Regions from separate parts of the Oryctolagus cuniculus genome. Here region 1 is linked to region 2. Evidence: chromatin contacts called from public Hi-C data. All regions are on one chromosome and are shown on one strand. Each heading gives the region's core, a stretch centred on a gene start, on an enhancer-like site or on the middle of the called end of the contact. The rest is flanking DNA. Distances are from core to core; before and after follow the strand shown.

What was found. A called contact is a pair of places that touch in the nucleus more often than the background predicts.
Region 1: a contact with region 2 is called in a Hi-C map of psoas muscle, with 5 times the contacts expected there. The contact joins two enhancer-like sites. A contact is called at or near these places in 3 of 6 Hi-C or Micro-C datasets (ear pinna, psoas muscle and an unstated tissue).

Annotation. Positions count from the first base shown.
Region 1 is chr20:23,016,341-23,021,291 of mOryCun1.1, reverse strand. It overlaps POMT2 (protein O-mannosyltransferase 2), which reads left to right. Exons shown (of 21, transcript XM_002719630.5): 15 at 820-896; 16 at 2,891-2,962; 17 at 3,243-3,302; 18 at 3,405-3,510; 19 at 4,435-4,575; 20 at 4,718-4,817. Among named protein-coding and RNA genes, the nearest start is that of NGB, 9.6 kb to the right of the region's middle. Within about 2 kb of position 1,966, at least 1 of the 8 cell types and tissues checked has an H3K27ac peak or open chromatin away from gene starts, as enhancers often do.
Region 2 is chr20:22,917,774-22,922,912 of mOryCun1.1, reverse strand. No RefSeq gene overlaps it. Among named protein-coding and RNA genes, the nearest start is that of TMEM63C, 3.5 kb to the left of the region's middle. Within about 2 kb of position 3,437, at least 1 of the 8 cell types and tissues checked has an H3K27ac peak or open chromatin away from gene starts, as enhancers often do.

The DNA.
Region 1 (4,951 bases), core at 717-3,216, 100 kb before region 2:
TCTTCTTTCACACCTGGTCTCTGCACCAGTTGTCTATACCTCCATGGCTTCCCCTTTTTCTTCTCACCCACTCCATCGTTAAACTCTTCTCCCTAAAGTGAGCACTGACCATCAGCAGGTCCATCTCGTCTCCCTCTGGGCTCGTCTGTCCCCTGCACTGTGGATGTCTCCTGCTCTCAAGGCTTAGAGCAGGCTGGCACTTTGCCTTTATGGCCTCTCACCCTGCATCAAGCCGGCACCATTTCAGAAAGCCCTGGCCACAGCCCCGAGCTGAGCACACGTCTTGGCTCACAGGCTCTGCTTGACATGTGCACTTAACATCAACTCCGTACAGCACGGGATTAGTCCTCTGTTTTCCTGAACTGCCCCCTTCAAATTCATGCCTGATTGCCCTTTCCCTCCGTGCTTTCTGTCTCATTCTTACTACCTAATCTAACCCAAACTACTAATTAACTCATTGAACACCCCTTTCTGGGTGTGCCACAAACCAGGAGGAGCCCTGTGGATGCCCTCATGGTTAGGTAGACTCGGTCCCTTCCTCATAGACCTTTTGCCTAACAGGAGGGCAGCATTTGAGCCCAGAGGTCAAGAACTGCTGGGACCCCAGGAGGAGGGGCTTGCTGTCTCTTTCCTTTGTATCTCTCAGAGTACCTGGTGCGTACTTAATGCCCACTGAACAGATAGCCCTCGACACTCCCAGCTGGTCTTTAGGCCGTCAGGAAGTCTGCACCTGGGCTCTGGTGGCTGTGGGGGTTCATGGACAGACACACTGCGTGGGAAAATGAATGACAGAGGCTTTCTCCTGTCTGTTTTTTCCAGTGCCAAACATCAGCCTGGAGGTGCTTCAGCCCAGTTTTCCTGAGATCTTGCTGGAGTCCCACATGGTCATGATCCGGGTACTGTGGCCCCTTCTTCCATGGCTTTCTAAGACGTCTGGCAGGTGCAAGTTTGCTATAGATCCACTGCCCCCTTGTGGGGGACTCTGAAAGCATCATCACTTGCTGGTTTACTTCCCTATCCCAGAATAAGAATGATCGTGATGATGATGGTGACACAAACACTGAGTTTATATTAAGTCCTTTCATGTTTACTGTAGTCCTGTGGAGGTTATTGTCATCCCCAGTTACAGATGAGGGCAGTGAAGCACGGGGAGGTTGAGGATCTTGTCCAGGGCCATGCAGCTGAGTTTAAGAGGTGGACCCAAGCTCTGGCAGGGGCCATCAGGCTTTCAGTCACTGCCGGTTGCAGCCGCACTCCCCTGCCTCCAGGTGATTTTTCAGATCTGTTCAAGTGACAGAGTTCATGAAAATCTCAGTTCCTGGTTGAGATCCCGAGATACTCATAGTTTGTTCTGTCATGTGAGATTGGGGTCAGTTAGGATGAACAGCCGGCCTGAGTGTGTGGTTTGGATGTAGCATGAAATCCTGTCCATAGCCAGCCCACTCGTATTTCTGGACAGAAACTATTTAAGGAGCATGGTTGATTTCTTTTTTAAGGTTTTCTAAGACTCATTATTTTCACTCTGTTTTTAGCTGATAGAATTGTGCATCAAAGCTTTAAGGAAAATTGAGAGATGAATCTTAAAGTTGAGACAATTCTATCACTAGCCTAAATTTCCCCCTGTGAACTGGGGGACACCCGCTGTTCAGTGAGAGACCCCCTTCCTCGGACTTATGGGAAACCTGTTCTACAAGTTGAAGAAGAGCTGTGTCTCAAGCCAGATGGTGGTTATCAGTCAACCCACAGGGCTGCGGGGCCGAGTAGCAGTTGCGGTTCCTCCCCTGGTGAGCCGTTGTCAAGTGGAGCTCCCTAGAGGTGCTTATGGAAGCTGTACTCAGTAAATGCAGCTGACTTACTTCACACATTAAACTTTAAATTCAGATGTTGTCATTTTCCCCCCGGGAAGTGTGAGTTGACATGAAGCAGTCTCTGGGTCACTTCTTCTCTGACAGTCTGCTTGTAGCTGTCACTGCGGTCTGATGACAGAGCTCTTGGACTATGTGCCTGTCAGGCAGAACAGCATTCTGGGTGTGGGTAGAATTTCAAGACGAGGTCCAAAGAGTTTCATTTCTCCTTTCATTACCTAAGAGAAGTCTAGACTACTGAAACCCTAGGGAAACAGTAGGGTGCTGTTCTGCAGGCTAAGTGGATTCCTTCGATGTGCGTGGGGAAGGCTGGTTTGCCTGGTGCAGTTGGCTGGAACAAGCCTGCTCAGAGAGAAAGCCTGGAGAACCGACAGACTCACGCGCCTGTACTGGCTATGGTGTTCCCTTCCTTCCATCTTGCGTTAGTAGAAGAGCTGAACTCGGCAGCGTTTAAGGCAGTGGGTCGGAGGCCCTGGGCTTGTTGCAGGTCTGCTGGAGCGCTGAAGTGTCAGACCAAACTGAGCTGCTTTGAAGGAATCAGTTTCCCCTCCCTCTACTCCAGGGGTCCCGGGTCGTTCCGTAGTTCAAGGCCTTCAGGTGGCCGGAGTGCTGCCGGGGCTGTGCAGCTAGTCCTCGTGGGCCGGACACCGCTGTGCAGGAGTGTCCCAGCTGCCGTACGGAGGCCAGCACACTAATTCCAAACCCTCGGAGGAGGGGTTAGTAAGGTTCTGGGAGGCAGTTCATTGTCCTTGGCTTAGCAGATGGGTGTTTTGTGCCCAAAGAAACAAATCCCTTTCTCTGCAGCCGAGGTCTGAGTGGACCATATCTGGGGGCAAGAGGGGGCCTGCTTGTATGGCTGTGGGTGGGGCTGTAGGCCGTAGGGAGAGAAGGCGCACCTGGCTTCCCTGCGAGGCAGACTGCTGCTGGCACTGCGCACTGGGCAGGCTCTCAGGGATGCTCGCGCTTCGCTTTCTGTCCTCTCTAGCTCTCTGTCCTGACCAGCCTGTCTTTGCACCTCCCTGCAGGGCAACAATGGCCTCAAACCCAAGGACAATGAGTTCACGTCTAAACCCTGGCACTGGCCTATCAACTATCAGGTAGGGCCCAAGGCTGGACTCCTCCCTGGAAATGGAGCTAAAAGAGACCGTTGAGACTGGGCAGGGCGGGCTGGCGTGCTGGGGTGGCGGGCGGCCATCTGGGAGGTTACCCAGAGACTGGGCTCTGCTCTCTGCCCTGATTCTGACCCTGCCTTCCCACAGAGCTCGTGCAGAATTTGCATACTCTGAGCCACCTGTGAAAGGCGACCGGTCTCCCTCCGCTAGAAGGGGGTGGCTGGGATGAGCTGGGCCCTGGGTCAGCAGGGTGTCCTCTCCACAGGGCCTGCGCTTCTCAGGGGCCAATGACACGGACTTCCGCGTCTATCTGCTTGGCAACCCGGTGAGTGCCCACCAGCCCCAGCCCAGGCCCGCAAGCACTTGCCCGTGGGAAGCCGCGGGAGCTGCTGCTTTCCGTGCTCCTCCAGTTCCCGTCTCTCCGCAGGTGGTTTGGTGGCTGAATCTGCTGAGCATTGCTGTCTACCTCCTCTCGGGGAGCATCATTGCTGTAGCCATGCAGAGAGGGGTGCAGCTGCCAGCGGAGGTCGAAGGTCAGGTCCCTGGGCTCTCCCTACTTCGACCCAGCAGTTGGCAGCGGGGACCTGTGCCCCTGGGGCATGCTGGCTCCTGACGGGGCATCCCTTGCCTTCCACATCCTGTGTTTTTCCTTCTTTTTTGTACTTTCCACCCTCCCAGCAACCCCGTGGAGTGGAGTGTTAGGCCCCGCTTTCTGTGGATTTCTGTGGATTAGGCACAGTGAGATTGAAATGTGTCCCAGCACACAGCAGTGGTCAGTGGAAGAGCTGAGGTTCAAGCCGAGCAGTCTGACTTCACTTTGAACCTGTGCACCATGTCTGGAGCAGCCCATCTTTCTTCTGCTCCTCCTCGTTCCACGGCCCTGTCCTCTAGTGTGTAGACAGAGCCGCTGGGCCAAGGGAGGAGCAACCCATTGCTGTTCCTGGTGACTTTAGCTGCTGGACCATGGACCACAGTATCTGAGATGCCCACACAGGCCTCTGACCCCTGCAGCCCCTGTCTGAACAGTTACTGCCCCAGATACACGTCCCTCCGTTCTGTCTGGTCTGTCTGTGTCTCTGACCGCTGCTGCAAGCTGTGTGCAGTGGTAAAGATAGAGAGGTAGAGAGGGAGGGGGAAGCCATCTCCAGGGGCGAGGGTTATGGCTTTATTAGAGGCGAGCCCTTTTCCCAGACACCAGCTGTGGCCTCGTGCTGGTGTGTGGTGCCCTTGTCATTGGTGCCAAGAACCTCTCATGCTGGGTGTTGACCAGGGCTTTTGAGACCCAGTTCTTTCCTCTGGTTGCCATAGAGTCATTTGGGTTGGTCTGCATGAGAGAAGGAATGGAGAGGTAAGGGTAGTGACTTGGTCACAGCGCAAGGAAGGGACAGAGCTGGGCTGGAACTCCGGATCTCTGCCCTCTCCCTGCCTCTGACCGGGGCTGTGCTGTTTGGGCCCAGGGCTGTCCCAGGTCCTGCTGCGAGGAGGTGGCCAGGTCCTGCTCGGCTGGATGCTGCACTACTTCCCGTTCTTCCTGATGGGCCGCGTCCTGTACTTCCACCACTACTTCCCAGCCATGCTCTTCTCCAGCATGTTGACAGGTCAGCGCCACCCACTTGGCCTTGGGAGACAGAGCAGGGGCGGGGACAGGGAGCAGCAGAGCTGAGGGCAGTCTCTGCTCCCTGACTTCTGTGCTCCAGAAGTGCGTCCTCACGGGCTGCTGTGGGTTTCCCTCCCCACCAGGCATCCTGTGGGACACCCTCCTGCGGCTCTGTGCCTGGCGCTTGGCCAAGGGCATCCATGTGGTGGGAATCCTGAGCCTGCTCCTGGGAACTGCCTACAGGTATGCATGTCCCCTGCGTGGGCTCAGTGACGCTCAGCCTGGTGCGTTCTGCCTTCCCCAGCCGCCTGGCCCCCACCCCGAGGGCTCTGGTTCAGGTGACAGCCCCCAGGTGACCCTAATGTGCAGCAAGGAGC
Region 2 (5,139 bases), core at 2,188-4,687:
TATAAGTGTGCATGAATGGAATCAGAGTATCTTAGCAAACAGGCTTTCATGTTTGGCTTCTTTTATTCAGCATTGTATTTTAATATGTTTTTATTTATTTGAAAGACGAGAGAGAGAGAGAGAGAGAGAGAGATGGTCCATCCACTGGTTCACTCCCCAGATGGCCACAACAGTCAGGTCTGGGGCAGACCAGAGTTAGGAGCCAGGAACTCCATCCTGGTTTCCCACATTGATAGCAGCACCCTAGGCATTTGAACCATCCTCCACTGCCCTCCCAGGCCCATTAGCAGGAAGCTGGATCAAAAGTGGAGCAGCCAGGACTCAAACCATCACACCAGTGCGGGGTGGGGGCATTGCAGGTGGCAGTTCAACCTACTGCATCACAACCCCAGGCCCCATCACTGTATTTTTAAAGATTCATCCACCTTGTGGTGTACAACTGTAGTTTACTCATTGTCATTACTCTGTGGTACTCTGTTGTTTGTCTAGGTTGTAAATTAATTTATTCTGGCTGACGGACATTTGGGTTATTTTTAGATGTTTTTAAAAATATTTATTTATTTGAAAGGCAGAGAGAGAGTTCTTCCATTTACTGTTCACTCCCCAAATGCCTACCACAACTGAAAGTGAGCCAGGCCAAAGCTGGGAGTCAGCAGCTCCCCCAGGGCTCCCCCGCGGGGGGCAGGGACCCCACTACTTGAGCCCTCACCTCCTGCCTCCCAGGAGGCACAATAGCAGGAAACCAGAGTCTGGAGCAGCGCCGGGACTCAAACCCAGGCTCTGCAGTACGGGCTGTGGGCGCCCCACGTGCTGTTTGTTGGTGGGAGAAAAAGGGGGCTGCAGCACCGTACACGCAGTGTGCTCTCAGTATGGACAGTGAACGCCCATGGTCTGACCTGAGCCCAGGCCATCGCTGCCGCGGCCGGAGGAGGCGCCTGCGTCTGCAGTGGGGTGCTGACCCCTCGGGCCCCGTCGCCTGCAAGCTGATGGCTGCCACCAAAGCCAGTGCCCGGCGTCTCCCACTCTAGAGAGAGGCCGAAGTCTCTGTGTCATGGGGCAGGCGTTCAGCCTAGTGGTGAAGACATCCCCCGTGCGATGCCCGCGTTCCACATCCCAGTGCCTTTTCCCAAGTCCACTCCCCGCTCATGCACACCCTGGAAGGCAGCAGGTGATGGCTCAAGTACTTGAGTCCCTGCCAGCCACGTGGGAGACTTAGACTGAGCTCCCAGCCCCTCCTGGCTTCAGGAGTTTGAGAGCGTGAACCACCTGGTGGCAGGTTTGTCTGTCTTTGAAACAAACACTGCGAAATAGGTCGCTGCACCTCCGGAGGCGCTGGCAGGCTCCAGAACCAGCCCTGCCGCTCCCACCCTCACAGAACCACCCCTCTCTGTCTTCGAGCAGGTGGCAATGGCCAAGACCAGCTACAGAATTGTTGGGCTCCAGTGTCGAGTGAAAACAAGTGGTCGTGGCTAAAAAGTGCTGAGTAATTGCAAGAGAGCAAGCAGACCACGGCACAGAGTGTGGAGTACTTCTGAGCTGCACAGGCTGCAGGCCAGCCCTGCTCCCCGGCGGGGGCACAGGTGCTCAGGCTCTCGCCCCCCCCCCCCCCGCTAAAGACAGGCATCTGGGGCCCAGGGGAGGCAGGGACAGTCAGGAGAATGGACAGAGCCCACCAGGCAGAGCCAGGGCCGGCAGAGGGGCCAGAGAACCCTGGGGAGTCCCCAGGCAGGGAGTTCAGTGTGGGTCTCCAGGGGCTGAGCTGAGAGGGCCTTGGGAAAACGCGGGCCGAGCCACCTTCTGCGCAGACTCCTCCAGCACGCGCCCCAGTGGGAATCCTGCCCCTAGGAATCACGGATCAGCCGGCAAAGCTGACCTGCGGCTGCTCCCCTCCCACCCTCACTGCCCAACCCCAGCACACCCCAACCAGAAACCCAGGGAATGAAAGGACTCCGAAGGGGGAGGGAGGGAGGGAAGGCCTTGTCCCCCTCCCCATTCCCAGCCCGGCTTGGCACAAACGGGCATGGGGTGGGGGAGATAGCCTGTCTTTGCATACAGTGTTTAGCTTTTCTAAGAATTATTTTGGGGGGGGGGTGGCACTGTGGAGTAGCAGGTAAAGCTGCCGTCTGCAGTGCCAGCGTCCCATATGGACACCGGTTCCAATCCAAGCTGCTCCACTTCCGATCCAGCTCTCTGCTATGGCCTGGGAAAGCAGTAGAAGATGGCCCAAGTCCTTGGGCCCCTGCACCCATGCGGGAAACCCAGAGGAAGCTCCTGGCTTCTGGCTTTGGATCAGCTCAGCTCCAGCCATTCTGGCCATTTGGGGAGCAGATGGAAGAACTCCATCTCCCTCCCTCCCTCCCTCCCTCTCTCTCTCTGCTTGTGCCTCTCTGCAACTCTGCTTTTCAAAGAAATAAATAGACTTTTAAAGAAAAAAAGGAAAAGAAAATAAGGATTCTTTAAAAAAAGTATTTGAGAAGCAGAGATAGAAAAGGACCTGGAGCCGGGTATTGAACCAGATACTACAGCGGGGGAGGTGGGTGCCTCAACCGCGAGGCCAAACACCCACTCCTGATGCTCAGCTTTTAAACGGGACTGATCTGGACTTTCAATAACTGCAGGTGACCAGACGACTCTGTCAGGAAGACTGCTCAGGGGTGGAGGAGAAGATGTGGGGGGAGACTGTGATTAGAGACAAGGAAACATGTTTCTATTTGAATCCTGACAAAACCAGGCTTGCGCATAAGCTCTGTACAGAGCAGGGAGCTGGGCAACATCTGGGTTTGGAAACGTTTTCTAAAAAAGTATTTTATTTATTTGAAAAGCAGAGTTACGGGAGGAGGAAGAGAAAGAGAGAGAAGGGACTTGAACCAGCATGCACGTGGGACGTCGGTGTCACAGGCCGTGGCTCCACCCCTGTGCTGCAGCACCCGCCCCGGGGTGTGAGGACTTTATACTGACACAGAGCGCTTTCTGTTCTCCTTTCAGCCTGCCCCCAAGCCTCTAGCCCGTCCAGACCCCTGCTGCGAGCAGGCAGCCCCTCCCCATGGGATCCAGCCTTGCCCGCCTGTCCCCCGCCGCAGCACAGCTGTCCCATCAGACTACACCTCCCAGCCAGGAAGGCTGCTGTCCCCTGCAGGACCAGGTGGCGTGATTGGCAAGGGAACGTGGCCAGGGGCAGGCGCAGGCCCAGAATGGCTGGTCCCACCTGTCCCCAGGACCGCCTGCCAGCCTGTTGTTGGTCACCCTAGGGGCAGGCAGGGGGGGAGGAGAAGGGGCAGCTGGGGACAGCGCCACCCAGGGCCACCTGCCCTTTTTCCTCCGTGGCTTTTACATCAGTGAGAAAGCCTGTCGCTGCTGGGTGTGTGCGAGCCTGGGGGAGGGGGTGCAGGGCTGCTCCTCCCTCTCCCCTCACAGCAGGCCCGCCCCCTTCTCGGGTGGGAATGACTCAGCAAGAAAGCTGGGCGAGATCCTGCTCGGGCTCCAGTGCCGCTGCGGCCCCTCCCCCTCCCCCTCCCTGTCCAGTGCTTCCCCTCCCTGTGGCGCCCACCCTCGTGGGCTGAAAGGTCTCAGTCTCTGACCCCATCTCGAGGGCAGGGGACTGCCCAATCCGTGGACCCGCCCCTTCCCGGGTCCTTCCTCCCTAGGCTGGTGCGCAGGGCACGGGGCGTTGGGGTCCATGCACCCTCCCCTCAGGTCAGTGACTAGAGATTCCAGCTGTGAGGGTTGAGGGGAGCCAGTCCCGCAGATGTGGCCAGCACACAGCACGTGGGCTAAGCGCCCAGGTGGGACACTCACTCAGGAACCATGGTAGCAGCTGTAACACGCGTGAGTCGCAGCCCTTAGAAATGGCAGGAGGTCTGGGTGCGCTGAGTGTGAGCAGTGCACTGGCCTGTGTGTGTGTGTATGTGTGTGTCTGTGCACACTCAGCCCCATCAGGGCTCCCATCTGCAGACCAACGCTGGGGAGAGAGGAGGTGTGGGGTGCGTGGGGCCAGGCTCTGTCTCGGACCGGAGACAGAGCCCTGGGTGCAGGTCAGCAGAGACACAAGCTGTGGTTGCACACAGAGCAAAAACGCACACTCGAGGGGCTGCAGGGGCAGGAGGGGAGGGCCCCTGCCACGGAGCCGGGAGACCAGAGGGAGCTCTGCGCTCCTGGCTGCAGCCCTGCCCAGCCCTGGGTAGCACAGGCATTTGGGGAGTGAACAGCAGAGGGACGATCCCTCCCCCTCCCCCTCCCCCTCTTCCCCTCCCCCTCCCCTCCCCCTCTTCCTCTCTCCCTGTTCCCCTCCCCCTTTCCCTCCCCCTCCCCCTCTCCCTCCCCTCCCCCTCCCCCTCCCCCTCTTCCTCTTCCCCTCCCCCTCCCCCTCTTCCTCTCTCCCTCTTCCTCTCCCCCTTTCCCTCCTCCTCCCCCTCTCCCTCTTCCTCTCCCTCTCCCCACACTTGCCCTTTTTGGGAGATCTCCGAAGTGTCGTGGTGTTAGGAGGGCCAACCATGGTAATCTTTTTAAAAAAGATTTATTTATTTACTTGAAAGGCAGAGATACAAAGAGAGAAGGAGGGATGGAGAGAGAGAGAGAGAGAGAGAGAGAGAGAGAGAGAGAGAGAGAGAGATCTTCCATCTACTGGTTCACTCCTCAAAATGGCCACAACAGCCAGAGTTGGGTCAGGCCAAATCCAGGAGCCAGGAGCTTCCTCCAGGTCTCCCATGCGGGTGCAGGGGCCAAGGACTTGGGCCATCTTCTGCTGCTTTCCCAGGCCACAGCAGAGAGCTGGATTGGAAGAGGAGCAGCCAGGACTCGAACCGGCGCCCCTATGGGATGCCGGCGCTGCAAGCAGCAGCTTTACCCACTATGCATAGCGCTGCCCCGGTAATCTGGCTGTGATGACGTTGCAGTGAGCTGAAAGTCCTCATGGGGACGTGCTGGCAGCTGTGTTGGTTCTTTTTGGCCTCGCTGGTTCTGAGTGGTGGTTTGGGGGAAGCTGCAGGTTTTTGCCCCTCGGGTGGGGAGGGGTGGGAGCCTTGAGCAGGGCAGGCGGGGCTACAGGGAGGGGCTGGTGAGTCAGCTCCTTCTGGCTAGCTACCTCCCTGCCTGCCTCAGACAGGGGGGCCATGGCACTGCAGCCTGTGTGTGTGGTTCAAG